Regions from separate parts of the Canis lupus genome. Here region 2 is linked to region 1. A link is a contact called in public Hi-C data. All regions are on one chromosome and are shown on one strand. The core of a region is the stretch at or near the end of the contact, and the rest is flanking DNA. Distances in the headings are between cores, read along the strand shown.

Evidence for each region. Hi-C and Micro-C count contacts between places; a contact is called where the count stands out from the background.
Region 2: a contact with region 1 is called in a Hi-C map of blood, with 4 times the contacts expected there. The contact joins the promoter of TRMT10B here to the promoter of POLR1E in region 1. A contact is called at or near these places in 2 of 9 Hi-C or Micro-C datasets (amygdala and blood).

What each region holds. Positions count from the first base shown.
Region 1 is chr11:54,123,585-54,129,213 of UU_Cfam_GSD_1.0, forward strand. It overlaps POLR1E (DNA-directed RNA polymerase I subunit RPA49), which reads left to right and starts at 3,366. Exons shown (of 12, transcript XM_038552853.1): 1 at 3,366-3,560; 2 at 4,073-4,176; 3 at 5,390-5,466. The coding sequence starts at 3,485.
Region 2 is chr11:54,387,147-54,392,775 of UU_Cfam_GSD_1.0, forward strand. TRMT10B (tRNA methyltransferase 10 homolog B) reads left to right here and starts at 2,272. Exons shown (of 9, transcript XM_038552870.1): 1 at 2,272-2,419.

The sequences.
Region 1 (5,629 bases), core at 2,116-4,615:
CCCAGTTATATGCACATGTATATATACATATACAGTGTACACGAGTTTTGAATCACTGCTAAATAATTAAACAACATAGGGGTATGTTACAGTCCCCTTCCTAGTCACCCCGCCATTAACACTTTGCTTCCCCAAGTAGAAGCGCTGTCACTTTGAATTCCTAACTGTGGTTATTCTGGGAGTCTTTACTCTCAATCCATGTGTGCTTTCTTCATTCTTCCATGTAGCCATAAAGCATCCAATTTTAAGGACTTTCACAGACTCGTCAGACTGGTAAACATGTGCCCAAAAGGGAAACAATCTTTTACAACAGCGCTTCCCAACCTTGAAGCACACACGAATCACCCAGGGATCTTGTTAAGTGCAGATTCTGATTCAGGAGATTTGATAGGGCTGCAGATTCTGCACTGCTGATGAGTTCCCAGATAACATTAGTGCTGCTAGCCCAAGAACCACACTTTGAGCAGCAAGGCTAAATGTCCTTATATTAAGAGGGTCAGGACACCTCTCAGCTACAATTGACTCCTTGTAGTCATGCTGTCTTCTTTGTCACCCCTTAACTTTGACTTAACTGTTCATGTGTTCATTCAACCAACCAACATTTACAGAGAATCTACTCTGTGTGAACCCCAATGCCAGTCAATTTGAAGCACGGTTAGTAAGCATCTTTGAGCTCCAGTCCCGGGATTCCTAGGATTTAGTGATGATTCAAATTCATTCCTTGCCGTGTCATTCATTCATTCGATATTTATTGAGGATCTACTTATGTGCCAGGTACTGTTCCGGGAGCTAGAGATGCACAAAACAATATATAAATTGGGATGCTTGGGTGGCACAGTTGGTTGGGCATCTGATTCTTGGTTTCGGCTTAGGTTATGATCTCAGGGTTGTGGGATTGAGCCCCATGCCCAGCTCTGTACTCAGCTCTGAGTCCACTTGAGGTTCTCGCTCCCTCTCCCAGCCCTTCCTGCTTATGTGCTATCTCTGTTTCTTAAATAAATAAATAAATAAATAAATAAATAAATAAATAAATAAATAATCCACAAATCCGTTTATTGCTAAACCCCCAACTTTATTGTTAGCCTCAAGTAAGTTTGTATCCAATAGGGGAGACAGGTAAATAATTAGGCAATTAAGCTCCTTCCCCCTTACCTTTTTTCCTTTTCTCTTCCTGAACAACTCAATCCAAAAGCCATTCAGTGATCAAGCAAAGTAGCTTTCCCCTCAGAGGTACAGGGGAGCCTGCAGTGGTCTAGAGCAGGGGTACTGGAGCCAAGCAAGATGAGAAGGTTATCCAAGCGGAAAGTGTGGCCTGGTACAGACTTTCTGAGCCCAATCAAGGTGAGAAGGGCATCTGGGCAGGGGGACACCCTGGTGAGGGTTGTCAGAGTCTAAACAGGATAAGGAGGGCATCTGCGATAGTTAATTTTATGTGTCAACTTGACTGGCTTCTAGGTGCCAGATTAAACATTATTTCTATGTGTGTTTATGAGAGTATTTCTGGATATTACCATTTTAATTTAATTAGTGGACTCCGTAAAGTAGACTGCCCTCACCAGTGTGGGTGACATCATCCAATCTCTTGACGTTCTGAATAGAACAAAAGGTGGAGGAAGAAGGAGTGTTTTCGGTTTTTTTCTTGCCTCATTTGTGAGTTGGAACATCTTGTCTCATCTTCTCTGATCATTGCGCTTGAAATTAAACCACTGGCAGGGTTCCTTAGTTCTCAGGCCCTCAGACTTACACCACCAGCTTTCCTACTGGTGTACACATGGCAAACTGTGGAGCTTCTCAGCCTTCATAATTGTGTGAACCAATTATTCATATTAATAAACCTCTCTCTCTCTAAATATATATATAGATAGAGATATCCTACTGGTTCTGCTTCTCTGGAGAACTCTAATACAGTATCCATGTAGTGGTCAGAACTTGGTTTAAGGTGTTAGAGCCTGAACGGGCTAATAATCACCCCCATGTCAGGTGATGGTGGTGGTGATAGTGATGGGAGATGTGTTAAAGGAGGACTGATCAAATAAGTAATATATTAACTAATGGAACCCAGGTTTCTCACTGTCAGAGAAGGAAGTTACAAATATGGGAGGAAGGAAAATCAGAATAAACTCTGTGGTGCTGAATTGGAATTAGAAGTCACTATGATCTCATGGTTTTCAATATATATGGATCTAGAAATTCTAAGTTTTAGAAACTTACTGTTAGTTGTGAAAGTGTGTTTACTTACATATAATCCCTAAGTCAGTTCATTCAGGCCTGGGAGCTGTGACATCCCCCAAGCAGTCCATACCTACTACAGAGATCTTAGTTTCTGAATACTGTTTCCTACCAAAAGAAACCAGAACTCCTTGGAGAAATGGGTGATTCCAGGGCTGGGGCAGGGAAACTACATGACAAATTGAAATATCTTGTGCCAGAAAGTAAGGACACGTTCAAAAAAATGATGTGGACATGTAAAAAGAACCCAGAAACCAACTTAACGGGGTTTCCACTGGCCCGATCTGATAAAACTAGAACTTGAAAATAGGTGATAGTAGATTCTAATCTATTGAATAAAATAGGAATCTACAAGTCCAGACTGATATAAATAAATGAATAAATTGGTAGTGCGATGAACAGGAAATTAGTTTCTCAATACCCACTCACAAAATAAGAGTCAGGTACAAAGGGAAATTACAAAGCAAAGAGAGTAATTTTACAGCAGGGAAACCTCTAACTGGTTGAAGTGGTCAAAGTTATCAGTAATCGGACAAAGAGAAATTGTGGGCCACCTAATAGGATACAGTGAGCATCGTATCCGTGATAGCCCTGCCAAAGGCGCACGCATAACCTGAAACTAGTCATTTGGAAACATTAGACAAATCCAGATTGAGGGACATTCTACAGAACAACTGGCCTGTAATCTTTAAAATTTGCAGGAACTGCAAATGAGGAACTGTTCTGGGTTGAAGGAAACTAAAGACCGTTGAGTAAATGCAACCTGTGTTTTCGGACAGGTTCTTTCTGCTGTAAACACTTTACTGGGACAATTGGTGACGTACTTTGTTGAGACTCGAAGGCGACCTGGGTAACAGATGAGGCCACCTGAGTTCTTGCCCTCAAAGATACCTGCCTTTGAATCCACGCTCAAAGGGTCCGGCTTTGGCCCTTCCGCTCTGCTAAGTCGCCTGATCCCCCACAACCCTCAACGCGTAGGCGAGCGCGGCGCCCCCGGGAGGCCAGCGGGGCAGAGGCCTGGGGCCCCCAGGGTTGGCAGAGAGAGTCCCCGCCTCTCCATGCGGCGGGGCGGGGCGAAGAGTGGGCGGGGGAGCGCGGCGGGGGCGGGGCCGCGCCGTGTGCGCACGCGCGGGGCGGGGCGGGGCCGAGGAGGCCACGCCTCTTCCGCCCCGCGGTTCTGCCGCCGCGTGTGGACCGCTAAGGCGCTCCGGGCCGAGTCTATCCGGGTCCTTAGCCTTGGCGGCCGGACCGGGAGATGGCGGCGGAGGTGTTGCCGAGTGCGCGGTGGCTATACTGTGGGCAGCCCGACGAGAGCCAGAGAGCCGTACTGGGTAAAGACCGCGGAGCCGGAGCCGAGTCCCGCACAGCTCCCTCCGCTCCCGTCTGGGTGCTTCTGCAGCCCTCCTGCCCCTGCCGGACCCCTTTCCCGGCTGGGCCAAGACGCCCTCTAGCCTCCGGCACTGCTTGGGACTTGGTCACCCCCCATCTCTCTGTCACCACCTGGATGGGGACATCCCAGGCAGCCTCCTCCTCAGGGCTCTCCCAGTCACCCCGTCACGCACTCACACCTGCCCCGTATCCTTTTCTCCACGGTCTGGGCTAGGCTTCAGCTGTTTAACCCTGGTCATCTCCTTCCGTCGCGGCCCTTCGCCAGCACTGCCCTCACCTCCCGGTCTCCTCTTCCCGACCGGCAGGGACCTCCTTCAGGCCCCCCTTCAGGCCTGGGCTTCCTTACCACTCCCATGCCTTCAGACGCTCTCTCCCAACGAACAGTCCGGTTCCTCCCCACCATACACACTGTGGGTCCTTCTACTCATCTCATTTTTGCGCTGCAATCTTACAGTGCAGTTCTCCAACGGGAAGCTGCAGAATCCAGGCAACGTGCGTTTTACTTTGTACAAGAGCAATGACTCCACAAACCCCAGGAAGAGGAGTCAGCGGATTCTGGTAAGTGCTGCGGGGGCCAGCTGCCTCCACTCTGCAGATTTCTGAAGGTCTTGGAGGCGCTTGGGTGTGGGTGGATGTGGGAGGGAGGGAGAGGAGAAAAGAGATAGCAAATGAGCCTTGGGAGAACCGTGAGTCCCAGCAGGTTGGGGTGTGGGGACAGGCTCCATTCATTCAGTTATGTACTTTTGGTGAAGTGATGACCTTTCATTGATCTATTCATTCAGCAAGCTTTTATTGAGCACCCACCGTGGCTGTGCTGTAAGCTGCACGGGAAATAGCGAAATGGGACTTGGCTCCACCCTGGGGGAGCTCCTACTCTAGAGCAGGGTTGCTCAGTCTTGGCACTATTGACATTTTGATCCAGATAATTCTGTGTTGTGGGCCAGACCTGTGCATTGCGGGATGTTCAGCTTCCCTGGTCTCTAACCACTAGATACCAGTAGCACCTCCTCTTTGTGACACCCAGAATTCCCAGAGGTGTCCCTCACGCCCCCTCACCCCCCCCCAACCAAGGGTGATTTGCTGGGTGAGAACAACTGCTTTCGAAAGGTGAGAACTGGTTTTGAGTTCAGTAACTCACACAAGCCTGCAAGCTCTGAGCCTGGAACGAGTTCATTTGAGCTCAGGAAGTCTCTGCTTGTCAGAAGGCCTTCCTGGGGGAGGACACATAGCAGCTAAGCTCTGAAGACTGGAGGACGGTTTGACAGCTGAGGTTCCCTATTCCAAGTGAAAAGGAGAGCAGGGACAAACATAGGGAAGCAGGAAAGCTTGGCTGTGATTGAGGAGTGAATTAGCTGTCTCCATAGTCCTGCCAGCATATAAGCAGCAGCCATGGGAGAGATGGACAAAGAAGTTCAGGAAGGCTTGGACTTTGGGCCCAGGAGGTTGCTGGCAGAACCATTTTGTTGCATGCCTCTAAGTGCTAGCCCAGGAGCTCTCTCCCAAGTCCTGTGGTATAGCTCCCCTGAGCACTTTTCAGACCAGCTAGAAGCCAGCACTATATGGGGCTTCCCTTTCAAAAGTCCTCTTGCCTTTCTCCCAGAGACACCCAGATTCACTTGGAGAGTGGGGCTGGATCACCTCCCAGAGGCTCTCTAGTTCTGATCCACTGTGGTTTGGATTCTAAAGCTTTTGCAAATGTGGGAAAGGGAGACAATATGCTTGATACCTCTCAACATTGGTTGTGGTGGTGCTTTTTCACTTTACATTTTAGGCAGCTGAAACAGACAGACTTTCCTACGTGGGAAACAATTTCGGGACTGGAGCCCTCAAATGCAACACTTTGTGCAGGTAGGGGTTGGGGAAGGGACAACAAGGGGAGGATAGTGGTGGTGAGCCTGGCACTGTTGTTTTCGGTCTTTATTTTAGGAGTCGGGGGCAAATCTGGAGAGGTTTACCATGTCCTTGGGTTCCCAGATCCAGGGGCCTTCACAACCAACATGCCTAAAAAGAA
Region 2 (5,629 bases), core at 1,022-3,521, 260 kb after region 1:
CTGATCTATTTCTTTATAAAAACATTTGTTACACCCATCACAGGTGATGCCTGATGCAGGATTACAGATGTAAATAATTGGATGAGAATCCTGTCTTCAAGAGCTCCTAGTCTAAGAGATAGGATGACATGTAAAGGTAGAGACCTATAATATAAGGCACTGTCGGCTCAGGACAATGAAAGAGGACATATAAGATGCTGTGAGAGCTCAAAGAAGAGAAGTCATTTTGGAGTTGTGGACAGAGTAGTGATTGTGGAAGTCTTCCTGTAGGAGGCAGCATTAATGAGAACTACTATGTCAAGAAGTATTTATGGAGTAGCTACTGAGTATCCTGTCCTGGACTTGGCAGATAGGAGGGTAAGTTTGGGATGTGTTAAGAAAGGAGAAAAATCACTCATTTGGTGATTCTATCATCAAACCATGCAGTGACATTGGGAACCAAACCATCAACATGATAGATGTTCCCTCAGGAACTTAAAATTAGTAGGAAAGACACAGGAAAAAAAAAAGATTACTGACAGGTGATATACAGAAACAAAGAGTGCCAAGATGTTGATAGGATGAGCCAATCTTACCTGGGTGATCAGTGAAGACCTCTCTGAAGATGGAAGGTTTAAGCTGAAGCCTAAAGGACAAGAAGGAGCCAGCCATAGAAAAAGTGAGAGGAAAGGGAACAGTACGTGCAAATCTTTGGTATACTTGAAGCATTTCAAGAAGCCAGGTGTGACTGGACCACAGCAAGCCAGAGGAAGAGTGATAGATGAGATTGGTGGAGCAGTCAGGAACCAGTCCAGGAAGGCTTTGGGAAAGTTAGACTTTATATCCAAGTACAGTGGGAAGCCACTAGGATTTGGAACAGAGGAGACACAATCATCTGGAAAACAGATGTCCACTGCGTGGTGGGATTTGGGGGGTGGCGGTGAAGGGTGGAAGGGGCAAGAAGAGATACAAGAGCAGTGGCAGGGAGTGCAAAGTGCAGGGACCAGTAGGTGTGATGGGAGCCACTGAAGACCATCTGAGCCACTTCCCAAGCCCAGCTGAGTGAAATCCAGGACCAGCTTCTGAGCAGAGAAGAGGTGTTATAGCTGGGTTTTAGGAAAAGCCTTCTGGGAGATAAAGAATGTTTACTTTTAGCATTTAAAAATTGCTGTAGGGGCAGCCCAGGTGGCTCAGCGGTTTAGCGCTACCTTCAGCCCAGGGCCTGATCCTTGAGATCCGGAATCAAGTTCCGCGTCAGGCTCCCTGCATGGAGCCTGCTTCTCCCTCTGCCTGTCTCTGCCCTCCCCACCCCCCGCCCCTCTCTCTCTCTCTGTGTCTCTCATAAATAAATAAATAAAATCTTAAAAAAATAAAAAAAAAATAAAATTGCTGTAGTAGCCAATAAAGGATGAACTGAAGGCTTAGGGACAGGGTGGAGGTGTTGGAGGAGCTGTGGGAAGAAAGTCCAGAGAGGGAAACAGTGTGGGGTCAAGGAGGAATCCAACAGGGCTGTAGTATCTTTGGCAGGAGATATTTCCAGCTCATTCATGCTAGGGTCTCTCTGAAAGGGTGAGACCCCTGGGAATAAGGGGAAGAGTGAAGAGTGGCTGATAATTTTTATCAGACCAAGGCTTGGACAAGTCTCTTCATGTCTCTGAGCCTCACTTTCCCCATGGATCTCTGAGGTGAATTGAGTAAGGGAGAATGGCCAGAGGCTAGACTCATTAGTTAAGGCCCCAAACTGGGATATTTCTGTTCTCTGCCTGAACAGCCAGGTGGTGGTAAGGGCCGCTGTGTACTCAGGGAAGGCTGTGTCAGCTGGTGGGTTCTGTGGCTTGTAGAGGAGCCCAGGGGAGGGCAAGGCCCCCAGGCTTGAAATGAAAGGTGACTCAAGACTGGTTTCAAAAAAAAAAAGGGGGGGGGGAGTGGTTTCAGGGAACATCTGGTTGAGCATCTGCCTTTGGCTCAGGGTGTGAAGGGAGGGTCCTGGGATTGAGTCCAGCATCCGGCTCTCCAGAGGGAGCCTGCTTCTCCCTCTGCCTGTGTCTCTGCCTCTATGTGTCTCTCGTGAATCAAATAAAATCTTAAAAAAAAAAAAAAAAAAGACTGGTTGCAGCCCACTTTCCCAATTGCCCAGTTCTTGACAGCCCTCAAAACCCCTGGTTACTGCCGCTACCCTGTGAGGTCTGTGAGCGGCTGGGATTGTAATCTCCATCTCACAGCCGGGAAACAGGCTCAGACAGGCGAGGCAATCAATATCTGCGTAAACCATAGGCAACACCCTAGTGTCAGCGCGGGTGGACTGGTGGACTGGAGCTAGATGCCAGGGTGAGAACTACAACTACCAGAATGCCATTCGGAGAGGGGGCAGGAACCGGAAGTGAGGCCGGAGGCGGGGCTTGACGTGCGCCGCGGAGGCTGCGTGAGGTGAGGGGTTCAGGTACGCCAGGGGCTCGTTGCGGGGCGGGCCTGGGGCTGGAGGGGTCTGGTTTGGGACTGCCACCTCGTGCGTGGGCGGCACAGTCACCGGGAAGGTCCTCTCGACAGTCTTGTGGCCTCGTGTCCTCCACCTTCTTGGTGCTTTCCCTTGCCGCCTCCCCTCACACTAGCAGCCTGTAGGAGAGGCGGGGCCCACAGGTGGGGTACTCTCGGGTCGGGGGTCTGGGTGCTCTAGTGCTGAAGGTGCCAGAGGACTGGAGCCAGCTTCCGTGAACTAAATTTTAGAAAATGAGAAAAGCGTGCAAACAGAGGCTGGCCCATCACTTAGCGTCCAGGGATATGCTCATCAGGTGGGACTTGGGTGAGGAAAGATCTGAGGCCAACTCAGAGATGGGGAGTGGGGTGGGGAATTGATCAAGTCAGCAAGTATTTATTGAGCGTCTGTTATGTACCAAGCCTTTTTGTAGGCATACAGGGTAGTGGACAAGGCAAACAGAACATCTGCTTACATGATAGACATGGAGAAATTCAGATAAAAAGTAAGTAAAACATGTCAGATAATGAAAATCAGAATAAAATGAGGCAGGTAGTCATATAGTTATCTAGGGGAAGAGCACTGGAGGTAGAAATGAGAGCAAGTGCACAGCCCTGAGGTGAGACTATCCTTGGTATGTTAGGAGCAGCAATTAGACCAGAAAGTGCAGAGGACACTTGATTGGGGGCGGGGGGGGGGGGGGGGGGGGGGGAGGCAGACCTTAATGATCAGTATAGGCCATTGTAAGGATTTCAGTTATGTATATAAGTGAAATGGAAAACACTGCATAATTGTGAGCAGAAGGGTAACATAATTATCAAACATTTAAGATGATGCTTTTCATTCTGCAAGGCTCAGTACTGGTCACTGAGTGTGTGCACCTGAATTCTTTATCGTCTCTTCCCTGGAAGAGCTTATAATGTAGTGGGGAAACAGACCATCCATGATGCAAGGCTGAGTCAGATAATTGGAGCCCTGTGAAGGCAGAATGGACATCATTCTCAAATCCTCAGCATGCACTGTTATGTTGGGTGCTTATTAACTGTTACAGGATTAGTAACTAATTGAGAAACTCCAATACTCAGTACTGGACTGTAACAGAGGCTCAGAAAACATCTTTTTTCTTTTTTGTAAGATTTATTTATTTGTTTTAGAGAAAGAAAGAGCGAGAGCATGGGAGAGGGGCAGAGGAAGAGAATCTCCAGTAGACTCCAAGTGGAATGCCACGCCTGACACGGGGCCCAATCCCATGACCCTAAGACCATGACCTGAGCTGAAATCAAGAGTCGGATGCTCAACCGACTGATTCCCCCAGGCGACGCCAGAAAACACCTTTTTTTTTTTTTTTTAAAAGATTGTATTTATTTATTCATGAGGGACAGAGACATAGGCAGGGGGGGAAGCAGGCTCCTCGCAGGGAGGCCTATGCAGGACTCAATCCGGGACCCCAGGATCACGCCCTGAGCCAAAGACAGACGTTCAACCACTGAGCTGCCCAGGTGACCCCAGAAAACACTTTTTAATGAAAAAATGAAATGCTAAAACTGGCCATAGATAACATCTCACACAGATGATATCTGTGATGTCCAATTTCACATTTGTTTTCTGAGGATCAATAGGTAGCAAGCTTCTAGTTAATATTTACTGAGCTTCCATTTTGTGCCAGACCTTGTGCTGGCCTCTAAAGATACAAAGATGAAGAAGATGTGGTCCCTGCCCAATCTGCTATATTGCAGACTCTTCCGGTAGTGATTGGAATTGCCTTCATTGGATTTTCTTTTCTTTTTTTTTTTTTTTTAAAGATTTTATTTATTTATTCATGATAGTCACAGAGAGAGAGAGAGAGAGAGAGAGGCAGAGACACAGGCAGAGGGAGAAGCAGGCTCCATGCAGGGAGCCCGACGTGGGATTCGATCCTGGGTCTCCAGGATCGCGCCCTGGGCCAAAGGCAGGCGCCAAACCGCTGCGCCACCCAGGGATCCCTGGATTTTCAATATTGCTGTATCCCAGTTTCCTGAGAAACATCCTTAGGGACTATAGGAAGTTGAAGAGGTCTGAGATACAAGGAGGGGAATAGGAAGGAGGAAATGGGGATGGTAATGGTAAAATGCAGTTTCGTTTAACAACATTTATTCAAACACTGCTGTTTGCAAGGTTCTGTACTGTGAGTTGTTAGTGTTTATGTAAATATAAGTACACAGTCCCTCCTGCAAAGGAATTCAGTTTGGTGGGAGAGAAAACATGAGCATAGACTTTCCAGTTTTCTAAACAACAGTGGAAAACTCTACAGCCCCTCCAGCTACTCCAACACGGCTCTCTTTTCTCCTTCCAAGCCAGACTTTTTGAATGAGCTATCTACATCCATTGCCTACCAGCCATTCCCCAAAAGGCTCTGGCAAAGAGGAGGAGCTCAATGAATATTTATTGACTGAATGAATGGATAAACAGATAAAGATACAAGATGCTGTGGAGTTCAGAGAAGGGAAAGCACTTGGCTGTTAACAAACTGGCATTCATTTAACAAATTGATGTGTTTTCTCACCTTGATAACAATGAGGTTGTTAGGTATTGGACCAGTTTATCCTAAAGTTTTCATTTGTCATTTTTTTGAATGCCTAAATGTAGAATGCAGATGATGACTCTGATGATTTGTCCAAATAAGATTTGTCCAGTCATCTAAAGGAATGGTCATAACAGGTCTGGCTGTCTTTTCTTAAAAAAGGTATTTATAATCAACATCGCTGTTCATATGTGAACACTGCAGCACTTTGGAAATGTCTAAGAATACTTGGTATTTTCCACATTTCTCTAGAAATAATATGCAGTACTAAATGTTATGTATGCCATAAATTCATAGTGATGCAGTCAATGGTATAACTAAATACATTAAAATTTGTACTGAGTATTAAAGGATTTCTAAGCAAAAGTAAACGTTAGCTTATACAAGAAAATGAACGCAAATTTCTAATCTTTAGTTTTGAAAATCTAGAATGTAATTTACTTGGCCATCTTCAGGAATATATCTGGTGGTCATATGTTGTTCACATGATATGTGATGAAAACCCAAAACTTCTCAGAAGCTTACCTTTTTAGAAAAACTAATAGAATAACACCAATTGGGGTTTGAACAGCCTGTATTTCATGTATAGTTGTTCCATGTCAGGTAAATGAATGTGT